Linked DNA regions of Mus musculus: region 1 is linked to region 2. Evidence: chromatin contacts called from public HiChIP or PLAC-seq data. All regions are on one chromosome and are shown on one strand. Each heading gives the region's core, a stretch centred on a gene start, on an enhancer-like site or on the middle of the called end of the contact. The rest is flanking DNA. Distances are from core to core; before and after follow the strand shown.

Region 1 (3,861 bases), core at 1,099-3,598, 140 kb before region 2:
GGCATGGATTAAAACAAAACAAAACAAAACAAAACAAAACAAAACAAAAACAAAACCTACTGTTGCAAGGCTGTAGAGATGGCCCCATCAGTAGATGTCTGCCTTGCATGTGTAGGGCCAGACTCTTATTGAGTTTTGAGGAGCCAGACCCAGGTCCTCAGACTTGGACAGCAGGCGCTTTACCTACTGAGTGAGCTATTGCCCCAGGCCTCCGTTTCTTTGAATTCTAAACACCAAATGCTGCTCTTGGCTGTGAAGGTTCCCAGAACTAGATCAGAGCCTGATGGATGAACAGTAGGCAGACGCTCAGAGTGTAGCCATAATTAATGTCTGTTTTTTGTTGATGCAACTGTAAGAGACATTAGTAGTGGTGACTACTTTTTGAGTGTGAACTGCCTGGGCTCAAACACCAATTCTACGCAGGAGCTTTATCTTTAAGGGATGGACGTTATAAGTTTCAGATTCAGTGACCCTGTTTATCTCTGTACACACACACACACACACACACACACACACAGAGAGAGAGAGAGAGAGAGAGAGAGAGAGAGAGAGAGAGAGAGAGAGAGAGAGAGAGCAAAAGCACCGTGGGGTGCATGATGGTTTAAATTACTGTTATTGAGACGCGCAGTTGATCACTGTGTACAGGGAAGATACATTTGGCTATTTTCTATACTCTGTCCTCAGACTTCAATGGCAACGTCTTCCACCTCACAGATCAAGGCCAAAGCCATCTTTCTAAACTGTGGACACAACCACCTTATTCTATTTTTTTTAATTAAAATTAAAAATTTTTCATTCTACGTGTGGATGGGTGTTTTGTCTGCATGTGTGTCTGTGCACCACACATGTGCCTGGGTGCTCTTAGAGGTTGGAAGAGGGTGTCAGGTCCCTTGGATTGAAGTGACAAGTAGTTGGTGCGGGGAAAGTGGACCTGGGTTCTCTGGACGAGCAGCCAATGTTCTCAAGTACTGAGTCACTGTGGTGAATGTATAGCGGTCAAAGGATTATTGTTTGGAGTTAATTCTCTCTCTCTTCTCACCATAAAAGTCCTGGATGTACAACTCAGTTCATCGGTCTTGGGGGCTTTTATTGCTCAGTCACTTTTCATGCCTATTTTGCTGTTTAATTTATTGATTCTGTTTTTATATTTTTATGTACAGGGTGTGTGTGTCTGCCTGCCTGCCTGCCTGTCTGTCTGTCTATGTGTGAATGCACATGTTCCATGGCATGTATGAAGAGATCAGAGGACACTTGTTTTGTCTTTAATATATATTTTTCCTATTCTTTCCAGGGGGCGGGCAGATTTTGTACAACATGTTTTGCTCGTATCACCTTCTCCCCCAACTCCTCCCACATCCAGGCTCCTTCCCTGTCCATTCAACTTTGTGTCTTGTTTGTTTGCTTGCTTGCTTGTTTTAAAGTCCATCAAGTCCATTTTGCACTGCCCAAATATTCTTGGAGAGAGGAGGTAGGCATGGAGTCCTCCCACCCTTAGCTGAAGGGCTATTGGCAGTTAATTAATCGTTGCTGGGAGAGAAGGGGCCAGTTTTCTCTATGAGCATAGCCCTGGGAAGCCGACCACATTCCAGTGGAAGGCCACAAAAGGCCTCAAAATTTTGAGGAGTCAGTTCTCTCCTTCCACTGTGAAACCCAGGGATCAAACCCAGGTCATAGGCTTGCATGGCAAACATTTTACCTCAGAGCCATCTTACTGGGCCATGTTTCCTTATTACAACCCCCTCACTGTCTTCTAGAAAGTTGAAAGATGTAAATCTCGCTACATTCCCATCACACCCGGAGCTATGAATGCTTATCAGCTTCGTGCAAAGAAAATGAAATATTGATAAACTTGTGATTACATCTCCGGCTCCTGCGGCTGCAGGCTTCCTCCCGTGAGGAGTAGTGCTTGTGGATATATCTTCCTTTGGGGAAGTGTTTTTATTACATAGTAATTGTGGGTGATGACTGTGACATCTCAGAAGTCACCAGACGTACATTCTGAGCAGGCTGCCGAGAGGAATCTTCACACAGCAATTCCCAAACCAGCATTTGTTGATTATGAGCGCAGCCTACGTGTAATTGGTTTTTTTGTACTCTGTCTCTTTGGGTATATCCAGAGCTGTCAACGTTGTGATTTCTCTGGAGACACAGACAACAAACATGTTCCTCATCTTTTGAAACAAACAAGTTTCTATAGTGCAAACCGTGGAGATCACATTTCCCAGGGGCGGACATACCTAAACCATTTGTCACTGGATCGGCTTTCCCTGCAGCTAATCCCCCCTCAACAGCTGTGTTGGCCGCTGCGGTATGTCAAACTGCTTCTGACCCGCCCGGGGCTTCTGCTGGCAGGCAGGCAGCAGGGGACAGAACTGGCCGCCCTGCCCAGCGGCAGCAGCTGCAGACCTGTTGGTGACAGGAAAGCTGTTGATCGATCATCACGATCACGGGTAAAGTTGGTCACCCGTGAAAGCGGCAGCTCCCACCTCCATGGAGCAAATTCTGAGAAGCCCCTTTGACCGAAAGGAGGGGCTGGAGTTGAGTCGGGGGAGAAGATTGCCCGAGACAGCCGGGCTGCCTGCCAGCTTTCCTGCAGCAAAGGACCCCACCCACCATGGTGGGCTTAGGGCAGAGGCACAGGTTTGCCTGAAGTCAGAGATGGAGTCAGTCCCCCTACGTTCTCTGAGCAGAGAACCCTGGGGCTTCCTTCAGCTACAGTTAGAGGGACAGGACGCATTTTACTGAGACACGACGGAAGCAAATAAACACAAAATCCAAGGTCCACAGGATTCTGGTATCAAGAACGGCTCCTGGGGCCTTCTCTTTTATTGTTGTTTTTAAGTTTGTGAACAACAAAACGATGGGTTTCATTACAGCATTTTAATACATATGTCTTTGTACTTGGCTTGTACTCACTCTCTGATTACCCTTCCTGCCTACCTTAGCCCTCTTCAGCCAGTACTATTTTCTCCTCATATTACACACATACACACACACAAACACACACATATACACACACAGTATTGTGTAGGAGCTCCCTCCGAGGTTAAAACCTTCCATCTTGGAGGGAAATACCTTAAGACATCAAAAGTTCTACAGGGAAAGAAAATATTCTATCTTGTGGGAAGCTTGTTCAGCCCAGGAAGGAAACAACAAAAAGGCATCAAGAAGTTACTGAAAACGACTAAGATTCACTAGACCCCTCCCTCCCCAAGCATGGATGAGCAGTAAGGACTGAAGAGAGACACTCTCAGGCCAGCTGAGCTGCCTGAAGAAGCTGAGACTAGTGGAGCTACCCAGAAAGGACACTGTCTAATTTGCTGGGCTGCCCTCAGGCTGCACAGTGAACTCCAGGCTCTCAGCTTTGGTGAGCTGTCCTCATCCTGGGGTGGGCTTAGATGATGAAGCTGTTTTTGAGTCATTTCTGCTTCTATAACTAACCCCTCACACACACTCCTGTGAGTAGCCCCAATACAACTCACTGATTCACCAAATGGGACTTTGGTGGTGTCCCTACTTTGTTCTGCCCTTGGCTCCCTATCTGGGGTGAGCAGACATTCGTCACAGCTCCCCAGGAATAGTGTCACACAACACATATACACATACATATTATACCTACATATATATATACACATATACTGATGCACAAACATACACATACACATATGCACATGTGTACACATACACATACACACACAAATATACATACACATACACCCAAACATAAACAAGCACATGTACAGATACATATACGTATGCATATACGTATATATAGATAGATGTAAATCCAGGTTTATACTCATATATCCACATGCGTATGTATACATACACATATATGTATGCATATATACATCCATACAC
Region 2 (4,043 bases), core at 884-3,383:
GCATCTTTACCCACTGAGCCATCTCACCATCCCCTGAGTCTCCTAATTAAACACATCTATGTTATAACCTTTCACAGTGACACATCTCCCCCATTACATGGGTAGTTCACTCCACCTCGAGTTCTGCATCGCACTGCTACTTTTCTTAACTTCCCCTCCCCCTTCCTTCAATCCCAGGAAAGGCACTTCCAAAACACAAGCCTAACTTCTATCCGCTGGAGCCATTTCCTCTACGACATGGAAACTCTTAATTGCTAAAGTAAACACATACGCATACACATGCACACATACACACACACAATCATATATGCAGAAACACACACAAAACACACCAAAACAAAGAGAGACAAACACAGAGACACAAAGACACAGAGATTAAGAGAGAGAGACAGAGAGACAGAGACAGAGAGACAGAGCAAGATTACTGAAATACAACTGATAAGCCCAGAGGCCGTTTACTACAGATGTAGCTGCATATGGACTCCTCATAAAGTTCAGCAGAAATCTCTCATTGTCCATCTCTAGCTCTGATTCACTTCCAGGAATTGTCTCTAGCATATCCAAGGAAATACTCTTTATTTGGTCCAAACTAGGGTGTATGTCTCATCCCCAAACCACCTATAGTGACTTCTGAGGATCTAATGACTGTTACAGGAGCTGGGAAGAAAAGCACCAAGGTGGAGAGGTTGAGGTTGTCTTCCAAAGCACAAGGTAATTTTGTGGGTCTTTAAAATACTGGTAGCCATTGAGATGGCTGAAGGTAAAGGCACTTGCTGCCAAGCCTGAGGACTAAAGTTCAAGCCCTGGTGGAAAGAGAGAACTGACTCCCACGCGCTGTCTTCTGACTTTCACTAGTGTCCTGTATGCTCATGCACCTAGACAATATACACAAAATTAAAAAATAGATGTGATATTGTTTTTTTTAAGTGAACACTTTATATTGGTATACCCACCTAAAATGTACCAGGACCCCCAGGGTCAAGCTCAAGGTAAATGTATAGCTCTTTGTGGCTTCCTCTGGAGCCCTGTCTTACAGCCATCACTATAGCTTATATACCCTAGGTAGAATGCATGTTTGATGTCTCTGTCTCTGACCCTTAGACTTCTGTACGTTTCTAACCTCACAAAATACTCAGTCACACCATTACCCTTTTTAGCAATCTTATGCTCCACTTGGGGCCTCAACAACCTTAGCTGTTCCTTGAAGGAGATCCTCATCCCCTCTCCCCTCCCCCTACCAGACCCCACAAGAATAAGACTTTATGCGGAAGGTAGATGTTTACTGTTAGGAAAATAAAGCACTTTTGAACATGTATGTAGTGCAAGCTGAGTACTTGTAACCCCAACCTTTCTATCAAACCTATCTGCCCTGTCCCCTCCCCACAAATCTGTCACATCATATCTATTTATGTTGTTTGTGACCCACTGAGATTAATCAGGGCCACGTGTGAGACTATAGGTTTGAAGCTATGGGAGTCTGGCAGGTTCAGCAGAGGAGACACAACCAAAGATGGTGATCCCCACTCCCATCCCAGAGTCTATCAATAGTCAGTAGTTTTGACATAAAAGGAGGGCCTCCCCCTCCCCTGACTGATGGTTGACAGAGCTGGTCTTGTGGGGGTAGAGCGCAGGAATTCACAGTCGCTGTGAGTTAATGGTTGTGTGGAATCCAGAGAATGGCATTTCACAGTTTATTCTTATCTCTCAGTTCAGATGTGCTCCCCTCCTCCCTCTCCTGGAAGTTGTTCACTGAGCCTTAGAGAGGGGGGTAGAAGCCACCTAAGGCTGAGACGGGTCTCTTATTTTCTGCATCTTGGGCAGTTGTGAGTGTCTGCATTCACTACTCTTCATAGAAGGAGACGCTTCTGTGGCTGCTTTTGACTCTCTAAGCATCAGCATTTAGAAGGCACTTGATGTTTGTGTTCCGTTTATGTTGTCTAATCCTTAGAGAAACTAGCCATCTTCCTGATTTGCCAGGACCATATCTCTCTACCTGTATCCCCACCACAGATCGGCCTAGTATAATACACAATCTGTGTGGCTAGCCATGGCTTGGGAGTGCATGACCCACAGCAGGCCAGCTAAGGCTATTCTTCTAGGTGCAAAGGAAGCTGGCCTTCCTCACACAGATAAATGACCTGAGAGTGATCATCTATCCCCATGCTCTTATGGGGAAGCTTTGCGTGACAGTGCCCTGCCAGTGTACAGGCTCAAATAGAGAAGAGACAGCTGCTGGCTACATTCCATCACCCCAGGACAGCTACACCCTCTCCTCCCTGACAGCCAGTTCCTGGAGCCAAGAAATTCTCCCCCCCAACACACACCCTTGCTGAAACTGGTTTGAGAACTCTGTCATCCTCAGTCCTCCAAGCCAAGCAGGGGCCCCTGCTGTTCCATGCATTGGCCATGTGTATTAACTGAAAAACCTTCCTCGGCAGGGTGAGGCTTGCAGTGAAATCTGTTGGGGCCATTTATTTTACCATGTAGAGTCCTACATGATCACACATTGGGAAAGACATACATTTTTGTGAAGCATGTACTGAAAAAATTGTCCATGTACTGAAAAAAAATGATTTTAATGCACAATGGCTGCCATTTGAGACACCACTTACGAGGAGGGTACATGACTACCCTCCTCGTAATCATGGATTGCATGAGAAAGCTGTCAAAATGAATCAAATTTCAGAGACACAATACAGCAGGTGTTAGCTGAGGTTGGAATCTATGCAGTGACCCCGCCTCCCCCCACCCCCAATCCCAGCCCCACAGGCAACTAGCTGTGTGCCCAAGGCATGTTATAAGCCCTTTCTGGTCCTTAGTGTCTTCCTGGGTAAAAATGAGCATGATAGTAAATATGTAAAAGGCCTTCCAGGATGGGTGGCGAGGACCAAGTAGGAGAGTTGATGCAAAGCACACAGAACCGTGCCACGCGTTTGGAAAGCCCAAATAAGTACAAGCTGTGGCTCACCTCCCACTTTTGCTGAGTGTTTCATAGAAAGAGGCAGGCAGAAAATATTTGCCGTGCCACCAAAAATATCAGAGAGAAGAGGGAAAACACAGCGATGGGGCTGAATAGGAGGATCCCACCATCTGAATACCCCAGCAGGCCTTCCTTAGAATAGCTACGATGGATCCCACACCATATGTCCTCTTCTCCTGCCAAATGCTTAGTGGCTTTCCTCTGAGGTAGTTTCTTCCCTGGCTCTCATTTCCTAAAGCTCAGCAGAGCTGAGTCCTTAGCTGAATCTAGGATTGGGATGCTCACACACATGATCCAGCCAAGGTCACCAGAGCCCGACCTGTGCTTCTTGCTGAGGCGTGAAAGTTCTCAAGGGGACACTGACAATGATTGTTATGGGCTAAGAAGTTTGTTGGGAGAGGTATTAATGGCACAGGCAGACAGATAAACAACAGTATGGTGGGAACACAGGAGATTCTGGTCCCTAGTGCCATTAAGGCACAACATAGTAGAAATTCTGAAGAGAAAAGCAGGCCCTTGTGGTGGAGTTGAGGGTCCTTCCTGAGAACAGGTTGGGGGTTCACAGCCATGCTCACTGATTCCCCCATCAGGAGCTAAAAGAGAGAGTGGGGAGCAGGATGTGTCAATACCCTGTACCTTCTTTGATGTAAACTTACTTCCGTGGCTAGAGACACTGGCATCTGGAAATCTGTTAGCTTCTCAGAGGATGCTCTCAAGAGACACCTGTCAGTATCTCCCAGAAGGGTGTGGCTTCTCTGGGGTTTGTGGTGGGAGCAGCAGTCTGCTCTGGATTCTAAAAAGGTTATGTTATACTTTAGTTTCTATTGCTATGATAAAATGCCCGGACAAAAGTAATTTGGAAAGAAAGCATTTAGTTTAGCTCACTACTCCAGGCAACAATCCATCCTAGTAGGAAGCCAATGAAGCAGGAACTTGAAACAGCTGGTCGCATGATATTCAAAGAGGGATGAGTTAATGCCTGCTAGCTGGTATTCACTTTCTCCCCTCCTATACAGTCCAGGACCCAAGCACAAGGACTGGTCCCACTTACTGTTAGACGGAA

Evidence for each region. HiChIP or PLAC-seq counts read pairs in DNA pulled down with a chosen protein or histone mark.
Region 1: an H3K27ac HiChIP or PLAC-seq map of trophoblast stem cells shows a contact between it and region 2, with 49 read pairs. The contact joins two enhancer-like sites. A contact is called at or near these places in 21 of 484 Hi-C or Micro-C datasets (the N1E-115 cell line, the Patski cell line, cerebral cortex and 14 more), 14 of 115 datasets of contacts at active chromatin or transcription factors (a beta-TC-6 cell line, cardiomyocytes, craniofacial prominence and 8 more) and 2 of 9 other capture datasets (embryonic stem cells and embryonic tail).

What each region holds. Positions count from the first base shown.
Region 1 is chr7:6,912,363-6,916,223 of GRCm38.p6, reverse strand. All of the region lies in intron 2 of Usp29 (ubiquitin specific peptidase 29), which reads right to left. Among named protein-coding and RNA genes, the nearest start is that of Zim3, 62 kb to the left of the region's middle. Within about 2 kb of position 2,348, at least 92 of the 459 cell types and tissues checked have an H3K27ac peak or open chromatin away from gene starts, as enhancers often do. A contact at or near this core is called in differentiating embryonic stem cells, extraembryonic ectoderm, muscle stem cells and 3 more, where this site is marked.
Region 2 is chr7:6,775,526-6,779,568 of GRCm38.p6, reverse strand. All of the region lies in intron 2 of Usp29 (ubiquitin specific peptidase 29), which reads right to left. Among named protein-coding and RNA genes, the nearest start is that of Mir3099, 26 kb to the left of the region's middle. Within about 2 kb of position 2,133, at least 67 of the 459 cell types and tissues checked have an H3K27ac peak or open chromatin away from gene starts, as enhancers often do. A contact at or near this core is called in differentiating embryonic stem cells, extraembryonic ectoderm, muscle stem cells and 3 more, where this site is marked.